2 separate regions of the Sus scrofa genome follow, and region 1 is linked to region 2. Evidence: chromatin contacts called from public HiChIP or PLAC-seq data. All regions are on one chromosome and are shown on one strand. The core of a region is the stretch at or near the end of the contact, and the rest is flanking DNA. Distances in the headings are between cores, read along the strand shown.

The links. HiChIP or PLAC-seq counts read pairs in DNA pulled down with a chosen protein or histone mark.
Region 1: an H3K27ac HiChIP or PLAC-seq map of alveolar macrophages shows a contact between it and region 2. The contact joins two enhancer-like sites. A contact is called at or near these places in 1 of 47 Hi-C or Micro-C datasets (alveolar macrophages) and 1 of 2 datasets of contacts at active chromatin or transcription factors (alveolar macrophages).

What each region holds. Positions count from the first base shown.
Region 1 is chrX:51,838,577-51,844,808 of Sscrofa11.1, reverse strand. It overlaps a transcript of MSN not described here. Among named protein-coding and RNA genes, the nearest start is that of MSN, 62 kb to the left of the region's middle. Within about 2 kb of position 4,553, at least 2 of the 83 cell types and tissues checked have an H3K27ac peak or open chromatin away from gene starts, as enhancers often do. A contact at or near this core is called in alveolar macrophages, where this site is marked.
Region 2 is chrX:52,148,796-52,155,538 of Sscrofa11.1, reverse strand. No RefSeq gene overlaps it. Among named protein-coding and RNA genes, the nearest start is that of VSIG4, 46 kb to the left of the region's middle. Within about 2 kb of position 1,523, at least 2 of the 83 cell types and tissues checked have an H3K27ac peak or open chromatin away from gene starts, as enhancers often do. A contact at or near this core is called in alveolar macrophages, where this site is marked.

The DNA.
Region 1 (6,232 bases), core at 3,304-5,803, 310 kb after region 2:
CCATCTCCCCTGGCACCTGGTCCCAGGCACTTGTCAGCAGCACCACCAGCACTAGCAGCAGCAGCGCCGACCTCTCTCTACTGGGCGCCCTAAAATTGCTTTGGGCTTAATGAGTTCCTTGCCTGGGAAAAGAAAAGAGTAAGAACAGAATGGAGGGGTGGGGAGAGCAGAGGAGAGAGAGAGAGGGTAGGACAAGCACAGAAAGGCAAACCAGAGGAGTCAAAATACATACTCATATCAATGTTTCAATGCTTCCTACTCCCTGACAGGCAGCCTGCTGGGGCCTCCTATTTTTGTCCCTGATGGCAAAAAAGTAAGAAGTCACAGGCACTCACCTCTAGTTTGGAGACTTCACAGCTCTCACCTACCAACTCACCCCCGCCCCGCACCCTGTCCTTGGCCAGCCCCTGTTCACTCACTCGGCTGTTTTGCATGATCCACAAACTCTGGCAGTTAAGGGACTGGTGGCTGGCTGGGCGGTAGGGCCGGTAGAGCTGGGACGGGTGGTATAATCAGCATTGTCACCACGTCTGGAGTTTGTGACTGCTCCTGCATGGAGAGATAAAAGGCCCCAGGACTCATGGAATAGCTGGTGAGGAGCTGGGGTTTTCCAGGAGCCTCTTCTTCCTGCCGTGGCCAGAAGAGCAAGTGCTGAGAGGCAACAATCTGGTTCGGGACTATATGTGTTCCTGCCAGAGTGCTTAGGGAGGCTGTCCTGGCCCCCAGCCTGCAGGGAATCAGACAAGAGACCCTGGCCAACTCTGCTGCTCCTCCTTCCTCCCCCGGCTCAGTTCCAGTCCAGAGCAGAGGGAGGGGAGGAGGCAGCTAGAGGAAAAACAGGAAGTTAGGTGGTCAGGCTCCAGCCAAGAGGCCACCTCACAAAAGGAGTTAATATTTCAAATAGCTCTTTTCCCCCACCCCAAGCAAACCAGCCCTGCTCTAATATTTTGAACAACTTTCTCCCCATCTCCCCCTCCCCCAGCTCCATTATAGTCCTCTTATCAGAAGCATGCAAAGGAGAATGGCATATCAGGAGAGGGACAAGTGGGGGCTAGAAGACAGCCTGGAAGGCTAGATATGCTCCTGGATATATCCAGCTGTTTCTGCACACTCATTTTTCTTTCCTTTTCTGCAGATGCCCTGGTGCCCATGTTGAGGGTAGGAATGGGAAAAGGGGAGGAGCAAGGAAACAAGCTACCTCAGGGAGAAGCCTGCTTGTTTGTGGCCTATGACAGACTGACAGAGGTTCCAGCCTCTTGGGACAAGCCACATCTCCTTCTCCTCTCCTACAACCTCTGTCTCCAGAACTCGTCGTTGGGAATCAGGCCAGTCTCCTATCTTGCTGCCCATGAGAGTTTGCCAATGGAGCACCCAGATGATCATATATTCCAAGGTAGCCCCCAGTGCCACTGCTTGGCCCAGCCCCCGTGCCTCTCTCCCATCACCAGACCAGAAATTCCTAAGAGGAATAAAGATTATTACCACAATCCAACACCCTACCCAACTCTTCATTTTCAGTCTATCCCTCAGAGCCAGGGCTTTGTTGGATTGAGAGTTTCAAGACATGGCTCTTCTTCTCCCTCTTGGTCACTGCCTTGCTGTGGGACTGCTGTGAGAGTGGGTCTCTTCAGTGGACTTCATGTTGAGACTGGAGGGAGGAGAGGGTGGTGGTGACAAACACAGCTGAGGCAGGACTTAGCTCTACAAGGTTGTATTCTTACCTCAGGAAAAGAGGGCAGAAAATAACTTGGGCGCTTTCCAAGTGAGGAGGGTAGCAGCAGCAGCTTCCTCTCTCACTTGATCCCTGCCCCTTTCCCCTCACATGTCCTGCCCCTCATCCACACTAACCCATTTATTTTTTTTTAAAGTTTATATGATTTTTATTTTTTCCATTATAGTTGATTTACAGTGTTCTGTCAATTTCTACTGTACAGCAAAGTGACCCAGTCATACACACACACACACACACACACACACACACACACACACACACACATACATACATATATATGTATATATATTCTTTTTCTCACATTATCCTCCATCATGTTCCATCACAAGTGACTGGATATAGTACCCATTTGCTTTTTGATTCCCTAAACCAGCCAGTCTCTTAACAGCTGTCCCATCCCCTTCAGATATCTATCAATTAGACTACTTATTCTTTTATAGCCATCTCCAGTGCCTCCTCTTTGGGGGAATCTTCTCTGAATCCTTCTCCCCAAGACAAAGTCCTGTCCTCTGCACTTTGCAACCTACATTGGGGGGGGTTTCTAGATCATATTTCATACTAAAACATAATTATGTATATGTCTATCACCTCATTGCATTAGTTTTCTTTTTGCCTTTTCTAGGGCCGCTCCAGCGGCACATGGAGATTCCTAGGCTAGGGGTCTAATCAGAGCCATAGCAACCGGCCTACACCAGAGCCACAGCAACGCAGGATCTGAGCCTCATCTGCAACCTACAGCACATCTCAGGGCAACACCAGATCCTCAATCCACTAAACAAGGCCAGGGATGGAACCCACAACCTCATGGTTCCTAGTCGGATTCGTTAACCACTGTGCCACAACCGGAACTCGGCATTAGTTTTCTAATTGCTGCTATAAATAGATTGCTACACACTTAGTAGTTTAAAACAACATAAATGTATTATCTTTCAGTTCTGTAGGTCAGAGGTCTGACACCAGACTCACTGAACTAAAATCAAAGTGTTGGCACGACTCCATTCTTTTGTGGAGGTTCTAATGGGGAATCAGTTTCCTTTACTTTTCTAGTTTCTAGAGGCCACTTATATTCTTTGGCTCTTAGCCCCTTTCCTCTGTCTTCAAAGATAGCAAGTGGAGTCCTTCTCAAACCTCATCATTCTGATCTTTTTCTGCCTCTCCTCCACTTTAAAGACTCTGATGGCATTGGGCCCATGTGGATAATCCAGGAAAATCTTTCTATTTTATGATCATCTGATTAGCAATCTTAATTTCATCTGCAATGTTAATTTTCCTTTGCCATGTAATATAACATATTCACAGGTTCCAGGGATTAGTATATGGAAATCTTTGGAAGGCCCTTATTATACCTACTGTATCAATCTAAACTGTGAATCCCCCAAGGGCTAAGCCATATCTGATATTTCTTTACAACCACCCCCACCAGCATTCCCCCTCCAGCCATGTGTCTGGCCCAGAGTGGGCAGTCATCAGTAACTGAGAAAACAAAACTGTCATGGTTTCCAGATCTCTCATTTCTCAGAGAACGGAACTTTCCATAAGACCTAAATCTTATGGGCTTTGTCACCTTAACTGGACTGATGCCAGATCCTCAACCCTTTTGCTATTTGCTCCTGATTAATGAGATTTAACTGGAAACAAACTGATAACTAGCCCTATCAATGCAGCTATAGCAAGAACCGTTAGCCAGTTCTCATAGAATGGTTGTCCCATTCTTGAGACAGGGCTTCTTCCTGTTCCTCATAGGTTAGATCTTTAAAACCTCTACCATCTGTGTTGCAGGGGAAAGTAGGAGGGTGAACACTCTCTACAGGAAGACCATGCTCCTTCAGTGTGCCCTCCCAGGTACACCTTCCTTTGATCTAGTCAGGCCTTCTTGATCCATTCACCTAACTGTTCTTTGGTAAACTTCTATATGTGTGAATGAGTGGGTCTTGCCTTCCCCAAGCTAGAGAACTAGTATCATATCCATATCTTGGGAATTTGTCCTCTACACTCTATACAGCTGGGCATACAAAAGGGCTCTGTAAACCCAGAAATGGGCCCCAAACCATTTATGCAAACTCCTTTCCTCTTGTCACCTGAGATTACTATATCCAAATTGCATAAATGAACCCATCATACTATCTTTCCCTAAGCCATTCCTTCTGCCAAGAATGCCTGCCTTTCCTCCCCCAGCCCTGCGCTCCCTTTCCCAAACTACACATATATTACCACTGCCATCACCATCACATCTATTCATCTTTCAAAGCCCAACTAAAATTGTTCCTTCTCTGTCAGATCTTCCTTACCATCCTGTCAAAATTTATTCCTCATTCCTTTCCCTCTTCCCAGCCATTAATAATTCCATTTTGTGTGTGGATTCCATCCTTCCTTGTGTGCTGATTGATTGTTTACTCATCTACTTCCCCACTGGCTGGTAAATACTTTTGGGATTTATTCACCTTGCTGTCCCACCTACCACCCACTCCACTACCACTCATCACTATAGCCTTATCTCCATCATATAGTGCCCAGCACCAAATTTGTGGTCAGTCAGTGTTTACTTGCAAATGAATGGCTTTCTCATCTTTTCCCTTGTACCATGGAAGGCTCAGGAGAAAACTTTGTCCATGTGTTGCAAAGTCCTCCTGCTTCCATGACCCCTGTCCTCCTTGACCTCAACTCCACACACATATTTTGGCCCTTGTGCTTTTTGCTATACTCATCCTTAGTGGCCCAAAGGCCCAAAATTGCATCACTTGTATGACTGTTGGAGTATACTCATATACTTGCTGAATAATGAAGCTGGAAGAGATTTTAGGGACTGCTCCCGTCTGCTTCCCAGTTCACAAAATGAGGAACTGAGATTCACAGAAGGCAAGAGATTTGCCCAAGCATCTTTGTGGTATTAGTAACCGAGTCAGAAGAAAATCCCTGAAAATTTTCGGAATTTTAAATCCAGTTTGCTTTACAACACAGCTGCTGTTAGTTTTGCATGGAAAAGTGGGTAAATAGTGCCACACAGTGGTAGAGAGGCTTAGCTTCCTCTACCAGCCTTGTTCCTAGAAAGTGGAATTCCCAGCCATATCCAGCTCTTCCATTCTTCCCTGAAGGATGAGGGGACAGGGAGGTTATCTTCCAGAGATAATCCACAGGATATCCATATAGCCCCACATTCTGCAGGCAAGTAACAAGACTCAAATGTTATTCTACATCATTACCAGGATAGATGGGGAAGTGGTAACAGGAGGCAGGCAGATTGGGAGCCAGAGAGTCTGGCTTCCTAGAGGGACTAGAAAAGGGCATTTAGACCTTCCTTCTCTGAACCAGCTCTGAAAATTCTTCCCTGGACCTGTGCTGCTGGGATGGCTATTTGCCAAAGGTTTCTTTGCCACATCTGGCCTACTAAGGACTGGCTTCACATCCTGGCACAGGCCTCCCTATCCAGAATTCCAGAATATGCAGATTTGAAGACCCAGGGCTCTAGGCTGGTGGTCAGAGATCAGAGGTGGACGTTCCCAGATTCATTCATTCATTCATACATTCTTTCTTCCTTCCTTCCTCCCTTTCTTTCTTTCTTTTTTCATTAAAGTGCAATTGACTTACAATATTATATTACTTTCGGGTGTACAACATAGTGATATGGTACGTTTACACTTTACAAAATGATCACCACAATAATTCTAGTTACCATGTGTCAGCATGCAAAGTTGTTACAATATTTATGACCATATGCCTAATCATGATCTATGTATTTTATAACTGGAAATTTGTCTTCTTAATCACCCCCACCTATTTCATTCATCTCCCACTCCCCACCACTCTGATTTACTTTCTGTCCCTATGAACCTCCTTCTTGTTTGTTACATTTGTTCATTTGTTTTGTATTTGAGATTCCACCTATAAGTGAAATCTTATAGCATTTATCTTTCTCTGTCCAAATTATTTCACTTAGCATAATACCCTCAAGGTATATCCCTATTGTCACAAATTGCAAGGTTTTTTTTTTAATGGCTAATATTTCATTACACATACACACACATCCTACATCTTTAAGCTTTTATCTATTGATGGACACTTAGGGTGCTTCCACATCTTGGCTATTATAAATAATGCTTCTTTGAACATAGGAATGCATATAGCTTTCAGAATTAGATAGTAAATACCCAGAAATGTAAATAGTGGATTATGATGTAGTTCTATTTTTATTTTATAATGGAACTTCCATAGTGTTTCCCACAGTGGCTGCACCAGTTTACAATCCCTCCAACAGTGCACAAGGGCTCTCTTTTCTCTACATCCTAACCAACACTTGTTATTTTTTGTCTTCTTGATAATAGCCATTCTGACAGGTGTGAGGTAGTATCTCACTGTGATTTTGACTTGCATTTTCCTGATGATTAGTAATGTTGAACATCTTTTCATGTGTGTGTTGACCATCTGTAAGCATTTTTGGGAAAATATCTATTCAAGCCTTCTGTCTGCTTTTTAATCAGGTTTTTTCTTTTTTTTTTTTTTTGA
Region 2 (6,743 bases), core at 274-2,773:
CCTTTACAATGCCTCTGCCTCAACCAAGATAAGGCTTATCTATCCAAAACACTGTGCTGCAGTTTCTGCTCTTCCTGTAAATATCTGCTGCTAAGAAAAGCTTTGCTGGCATCTAAAGGCAAAACCATACTGTCAAAGGGCTCACAAATGACTTCCTCCCTCTGCTTCCAAGATGGAGTCTCCCTATGCCTATCTTCTTCCTGGGCAGTGCCAAAATTCTGATGGGTCCACTTAATTTTTAGTTGAGATGAGACTGTCTTAGTCTTGCCCCAGTTGATCAGGCCTGGAGTTGAAGAATAATGTACTTATTCATTGGACAACCTGAGGCAAAAATGCTTCATCTTCCAAGGCTTTAGATTTCTAACAGGAATATAGCGGTCATGGACTAGTTAATCTCTCTGAGCTATAAAAGCCCTTAGGGACCAAATATCTTCACTTCCTTGTTATGGAGATAAGAATGCTGGGACTGAAAAAAAATTTTAAAAAATGTGGGAAAGGGATTGGCTTGTTCCTGGCACACAGTAGCCACTTAGTAAATGCCAGTTCTTCTCTGCACCATTTAAAAAAACTTTTAGCAGCAATGGTTCTAATAGTAAAGGGATTCCTAAGGGTGCATCCAGTGCCATTCCTGCATACTACACTGCCTCCAGATGGCTATCAACCCTAGTTAGGTGGATTATGTACAATTCTGGCTCTTTCTTAGCTCTGGACCATGGAACTTCTCTTCAATCCATGGTTTACTCTTTTTCATCCTTCAAGTCTTAGCTTAAAATATCCTCTCCTGGAATGGCCTCCCTTCCAACTCAAGGTAAAGTAGCTCTCCTTACCTCTTTTCTCTCACATAGTCAAAACCATATTAATTTCCTCCCTAGTACTTACTACCATTTGGAATAGTTTATTTTGGGGTCAATTTACTTGTTTTTTACTGATCACCTCCCTGGTTCTGGAGTCTGCATTTGTGACTGTGAGTTCTTTGAGATAAATAGGAATGGTGTTTTATTCACTGATATATTTGCTAGTGCTTAGCATATTACCTGGCACATGGTAGAAGACATTAAATAATATTTAGTAAGTAAATGACTCCTGCCTCTGACCCAACTTAAGTCAGGATGAGAGAAGTTGACATTATTGAGGTAACTATTATGCTTAGGCTGAAATTGAGAAGTTGAAGGCATGGAAAGGCCAGAGAACTATTGAGTCACATGGACATGAGACTCTAGCAAGAGCAGAGATCAAGGTCTTGACATGGAGGGACAATTAGGTAAGTATAGTTTAGCAGTTGAGTAGGGAAATAGGCTTCCTTATGGTCTACTTCTCTGGGCCTCAATATCCTCATGTGTAAAACAAAGGTCATAATCTTTGCTCTGCCTACAATACAGGGCTGCTTTCAGATCTGATGTAATAATAGATGTGAAGAAGGAAAGTAGGATGGGGTGGGAACTTATGAGTGGGTGGCTTATCTACCACCACCCCTAGCCCAGGCTTGGCCTGAGGTGGCTTCTGTAACTGCCTCCCCAGCAGTTACTCACTGCAGAGTCATTGTTAAAAGGAAGTCCCAAAAACAGTAGTCGGACTTTTAGCCCATACCACCTTGGTTGCTCAAGAATGACAGTTGGCTTTTGCATCAGTGCCTCTGTACCATTCTTTCTCCACCCTACCCCCACCCCCATATTACCTCCTCAAAGCGTATGTGTGGCAATTTCCAAGCTGGCATTTCTCCACCACTGTGGCAATAGTCTGGTCTCTCAGGGACCCTGGGATGGGGGCCTCAGGTGATGGGGGTAGGAGGAACCAGATTCTCTTAATCTCTCAAAATGACCCTTATCTGTCTGGGAACATGTATTTCAAGTCATCCTGCTTTCCCTTCAACTACTTATACCTTTTGAAGTTTAGTTTAATTTTACAACTTGGACTCGTCTTCTTAGGGCCCAGCATCAGTAATTCAGCTCAAATAAGATCACATACTATAACCGGTAAATAGGTTAGGAGCCTAGTTTTACCTATACCTAGCTCTACTTCAGTCCAATATCACCATCTTAATCACAAAAATCATGTTGATCATGTTGGAGAGTGAGATAGGGAAGATACACATCCTTGGCAATGTCCTTTGCCTATTTTTCATTAACTAATTTAACAAACACATGAGTTATTACTCTGAGTCAGGTTTCTGTCTAGTGGGGAAGATAGCCAAATAAACAGACTGTTACAATTTGGCCAAAGTGCTCATTACCATAATATATTCAAATATAATATGTAATGCAATATGTATAAGCTATAGTATAGCATGTATAATGTGTAATATAGTATGTATAAACTACAGCGGCAAAACAAGAGTGATCAACTTTCTGAGGAGGGCAGGAGCAGTTTCATAGAGACAATTTTAAATGAGACTTGAGGATAAATAAGAGGATAACTGGCAGTTTGCAGGTAAGGGTGGGAAGAAGGGTATCATAGTCATTCAAGAATAGTATTCTAAAATATCATGTGTATATATATATATATGCATGTGTGTGAAATAGGTAATTTGGAGTGACTAGAATTCTGTATGATTTGAGAGCAAAATTTATGTTGAAAAAAGTGGCAGTAGACGAAACTGGATAGATGTACAGGTCCATATAGCTGAGAACCTAGAATATCATGCTGAGTTTAGAATTTGTCCCCCAAAACAAGGAAAAGTTATTGAAGGTAGTAGAAAAATTCATTTAGCAATTCCCAGAAGTATATTTTCTGGATCCATATTTGAAGAGTCTAACAAATGTGCAATTAGTTATTGGAACAATAGGAACAACTATTAGATATGAAGCTATGCTAGGAAGTCTGAAATCTATGTCCATCATATTTATGATTACCACTGCCTAAAGATAGAATTGTCCAATTTTAGATCAAAGATATATAAATATAGACCAAATTTTTATTTTGTATAGTTGTTTATAGAATGTCAAGAGCTCAAACTTTCTCAAAGGATTAAATATCAGCCAAAAATAAAAAAAGAGACAATTCTGCAAGAAAAACAAGATTTTGCTAACAGAAGGGAAATGAGGGGTTGCCAAGAAACCCTGAAATTCTAGTTCTAGAGGTGGAGGAATTGGAAGCTGAAGGGAAGAGATGTAGCTATTAGATGGCAATCAATATCTTGACACCTCTCACTGAACATCCTTCTTCTCAAAAATATCTTATTTATATGCCCCTTTATGCAGCTGATCTTTATTTATTTAAAATTAAAAGGAGGACTAGGTTCAGTTCAAGCTCTGAGGAACTTAGTATAGTGTTATGAGTTATGTCCTCCTAAAATTCATATGTTGAACCCCTAGTATATCAGAATGTGACTATAGAAAATTTAAAGAAGTTATTAAGTTAAAATGTGGCCATTATAAGGGACTTTAAACAAATATAACTGGTGTGCTTGTAAGAAGAAAAATATTGGACACAAAAAGAGACACCAGGGATGTATTCATGTGTAGGAAAATCATGTGAGGGATCAGTGACAAGGTAGCCATCTGTAAGCAAGGAAAGGGTCCTGGGGAGAAATAAAATCTTCTGACCCCTTAATCTTAAAGTTCTAACCTCCAGAACTGTAATAAAATAAAATTTTGTTTTTTAAGCTACCCAGTCTGTACTACTTGTTATGGCAACCCTAGAAAACTCATAAAGGCAAAAAATTGTTTTAGTTCACTGTTCACTGATGCCTTTCTCATGGCATCATGAGTCCCTGGCAAAGAGTCCTTATTAGTAGTCTGGCAAAATCTCTCTCCTCACCACTATGACCAGGTCACCTCATTGGCCACAACACCAAAGTAATTAGGCTAGCTCCTTCTCTCTTCTACTTCAGGTCTGGACAAGGTACCATGTGATTTTTGCAACTGGTATATTTTATTCCTTCTGTTAGGTCCTCAGAAATAGTCAGAAAGAGGATAGCTATGGCAGGAGTTTCATAGGTGGGAGGTCCCACCAAATTTTAGGTAAAGTAAAATGAAAAGGCAGAAAAGCCCTGCATTTGGAGTCAAGAGAATTTCTGTGTTCAGCTCTACTCACAACTAGTCATGTAACTCTAAAATACAACTCTTAGTCTCTCTAAATCTTGTCATCAATAAACAGGTGACAATGTTTATCTCACTAGACTCATAGTGACTAAATGAAATGGTATATAAGAGCTGATTATTATAAACTCTGGAGGAGTTGAATCTTGGATATTTATCATGAATCCCACAAGGAGAACATCTCCCAACCAACCCCATCTCTACTTGCTCATGAAGAGGCCAAATTTGATTCTGTTTGGAAAATTACCCAAACATAATCAAAAAGAAACATATGAGCTTAGACTTTCACAAATAGCCTGAAAAAAGAATTTGGACACATTACGGGTGTGATGGAAATCAGATGTGTCTCAAGTCTCAATCAAAGAACCAGGTTGTGATCCAAGTCCAAAGCTTAAGAAAGAATAGCAGGAATGGAATTTGGTATAGGAAAATAGTAAAATATTCAATGATGTTGTGATTTGGATGAAGTTACTGTTATGTTGTCATAACAGAGAGGAGATTGAGGGGGGTAATCTCCGTGGAAGCTAGGGAAAGAGGAGACAAAAACAGAAGAATGAATTGATGTGCTGCTGACACTATCCATGGAGAAGGACAATTCAGGAGATATAGCTTAGAAGCAGCATACATAATATACTGGGATTCCAGTGGACATTGAGCTCAGTATGTGTCAATTGTGAAAGGTGGTGGCAAAAAACTAAAGCCATCATTGACTGCAATGACAAAAATGCAGTGTCCAGAATGAGGAAGGTGACGGTCTTTGTCTATTTAGCCCTGGTCAGACAACAGAAGGTTTTCCATTATCATCACCACACTCTAAGAGAAACATTGACAAATTGGGACAGCCTCAGCCCCCACATCTTCCTAGAGTGGCTATGGGTTTAAACTTCCTCCTGGAGCAGCCTTAACCTCCAAGCTTACCACAGTCCAGACCCAATCACAGCTCAGCCTTAAGTCGCATCACAAAGCTCTCATCAGCCAGAGAGCCATGAGTCTTGGAGAATTTGAAGTCTTATATTCTTCTGTCCCTTAAGTTTTAAGGTCTTAAAATTAAGAGTCAATTCAAGTAAATGTCATTTTATTTGTTATAAAGTGTCATAATTAGAAATTGTTCAGGCCAGAGCCACCCACCACAACCTAAACTCTTTTCTGTATTAGGAGAATTTCTTATGTCTCAGGCCTAGATGTGTTTCTCAGTTAAGCCTGGAAAGGGTGTAAATGTGGGCATATAGACCATATGAAATAGAATACTTCTCCAAATTTTTTGAATTTGTCCTCATACAACTGTTTGGAGCAATGCTTGCTTGGGATTATGGTTTTCCTCACAGTGAATGGTGTCTCCCCAGTGGCGTACTGGATTTTGATGGGGCTACACTTTATTCTCCATTCTATGTCTCTTGAGGGTGAATGTGGTTTCTCACTTTAGAGCATGACAGAGATAACAAGTATCCTTGAGCCTGATGTTACTGTCTTCTTGAAAGAGCAAGTACAAAAACTCTGAGATGCTCTTATCATACTCTGTCTTTATACTGTCTGTTGATGTGACTGATGTTTTTGTTCTTATTGATATTTTTGCTCTTGTTCTTATGGATCTTGATAATCTAGCTATTGCTCTGAGTTTCAGTGTTGCTAATATTATTGCTTTTTCTGATAATGTTATAATGGAGTGCACAGTCCTACTGGATTTCCATAAGTCATAGTTTCCCTAGCTTCTTCAGAAAATATTTTGCCTACCTATCACGTATATATTTCTGCTGACTTCCCTAGAAGGATTCTGGAATTGGACTTTTCCTGGGGATACAGAGGGTAGTCTCTGCCTCATTTTTGGCCAAAGATTAATATTGAAGTTCTAGATCATCTAGTCATCCAGTGCTTTTATACCTAATTTATTTCATAAAGCAATACCTTTCAAGTGGATTGTGATCCTAAAGCTAATGAGAAACAGCCTTAAGAGGGGGGTTGTCCTCAAGAGGATAGAGATCTGGAGTTCCCGAGGTGGTGCAAGGGTTAATGAATCCAACTTAGGAACCATGAGGTTTCGGGTTCGGTCCCTGCCCTTGCTCAGTAGGTTGATGATCCGGCGTTGCCGTGAGCTGTGGTGTAGATCACAGACGCGGCTCGGATCCCGCGTTGCTGTGGCTCTGGCATAGGCTAGTGGCTACAGCTCCGATTCGACCCCTAGCCTGGGAACCTCCATATGCCGCAGGAGCGGCCCAAGGAATAGCAAAAAAGACAAAGAAAAAAAAAAAACAGAGGATAGAGATCCTTTCTTATTGGTTCCAACCCTTTTGAATGGAAGGATGGCTATTCATTGTTTCTCTATTGCAGCCTAAAATATGTGGCGTATAAATGTCAAGGATATTTACTTCAATGCTATTTGTGATAGTGAAAAACTGGAAACTTAAACTTACATCAATAGTGACTTTCAAAAAAAATAGTGACATATTTGAGTAAACAATGGCGCATCTATACTACATGATACCATGCCATCAGTTAAATGAAATATGCCTAGATATCCAAATCATGTTTTTGAGCCCCCCCCCCAAAAAAAGCAAATTGGGGTCTAATATGTACAATATGATACATAGAAAATAAACACCATGTATATCACCTGTAAAAATACATAGATACCATAATAGTAGTTATTTCTGAGGAGTAGGGGAGGGGACCAGACCTAAGACAGAGATGGTACTGGAGATTAAAGAAGAC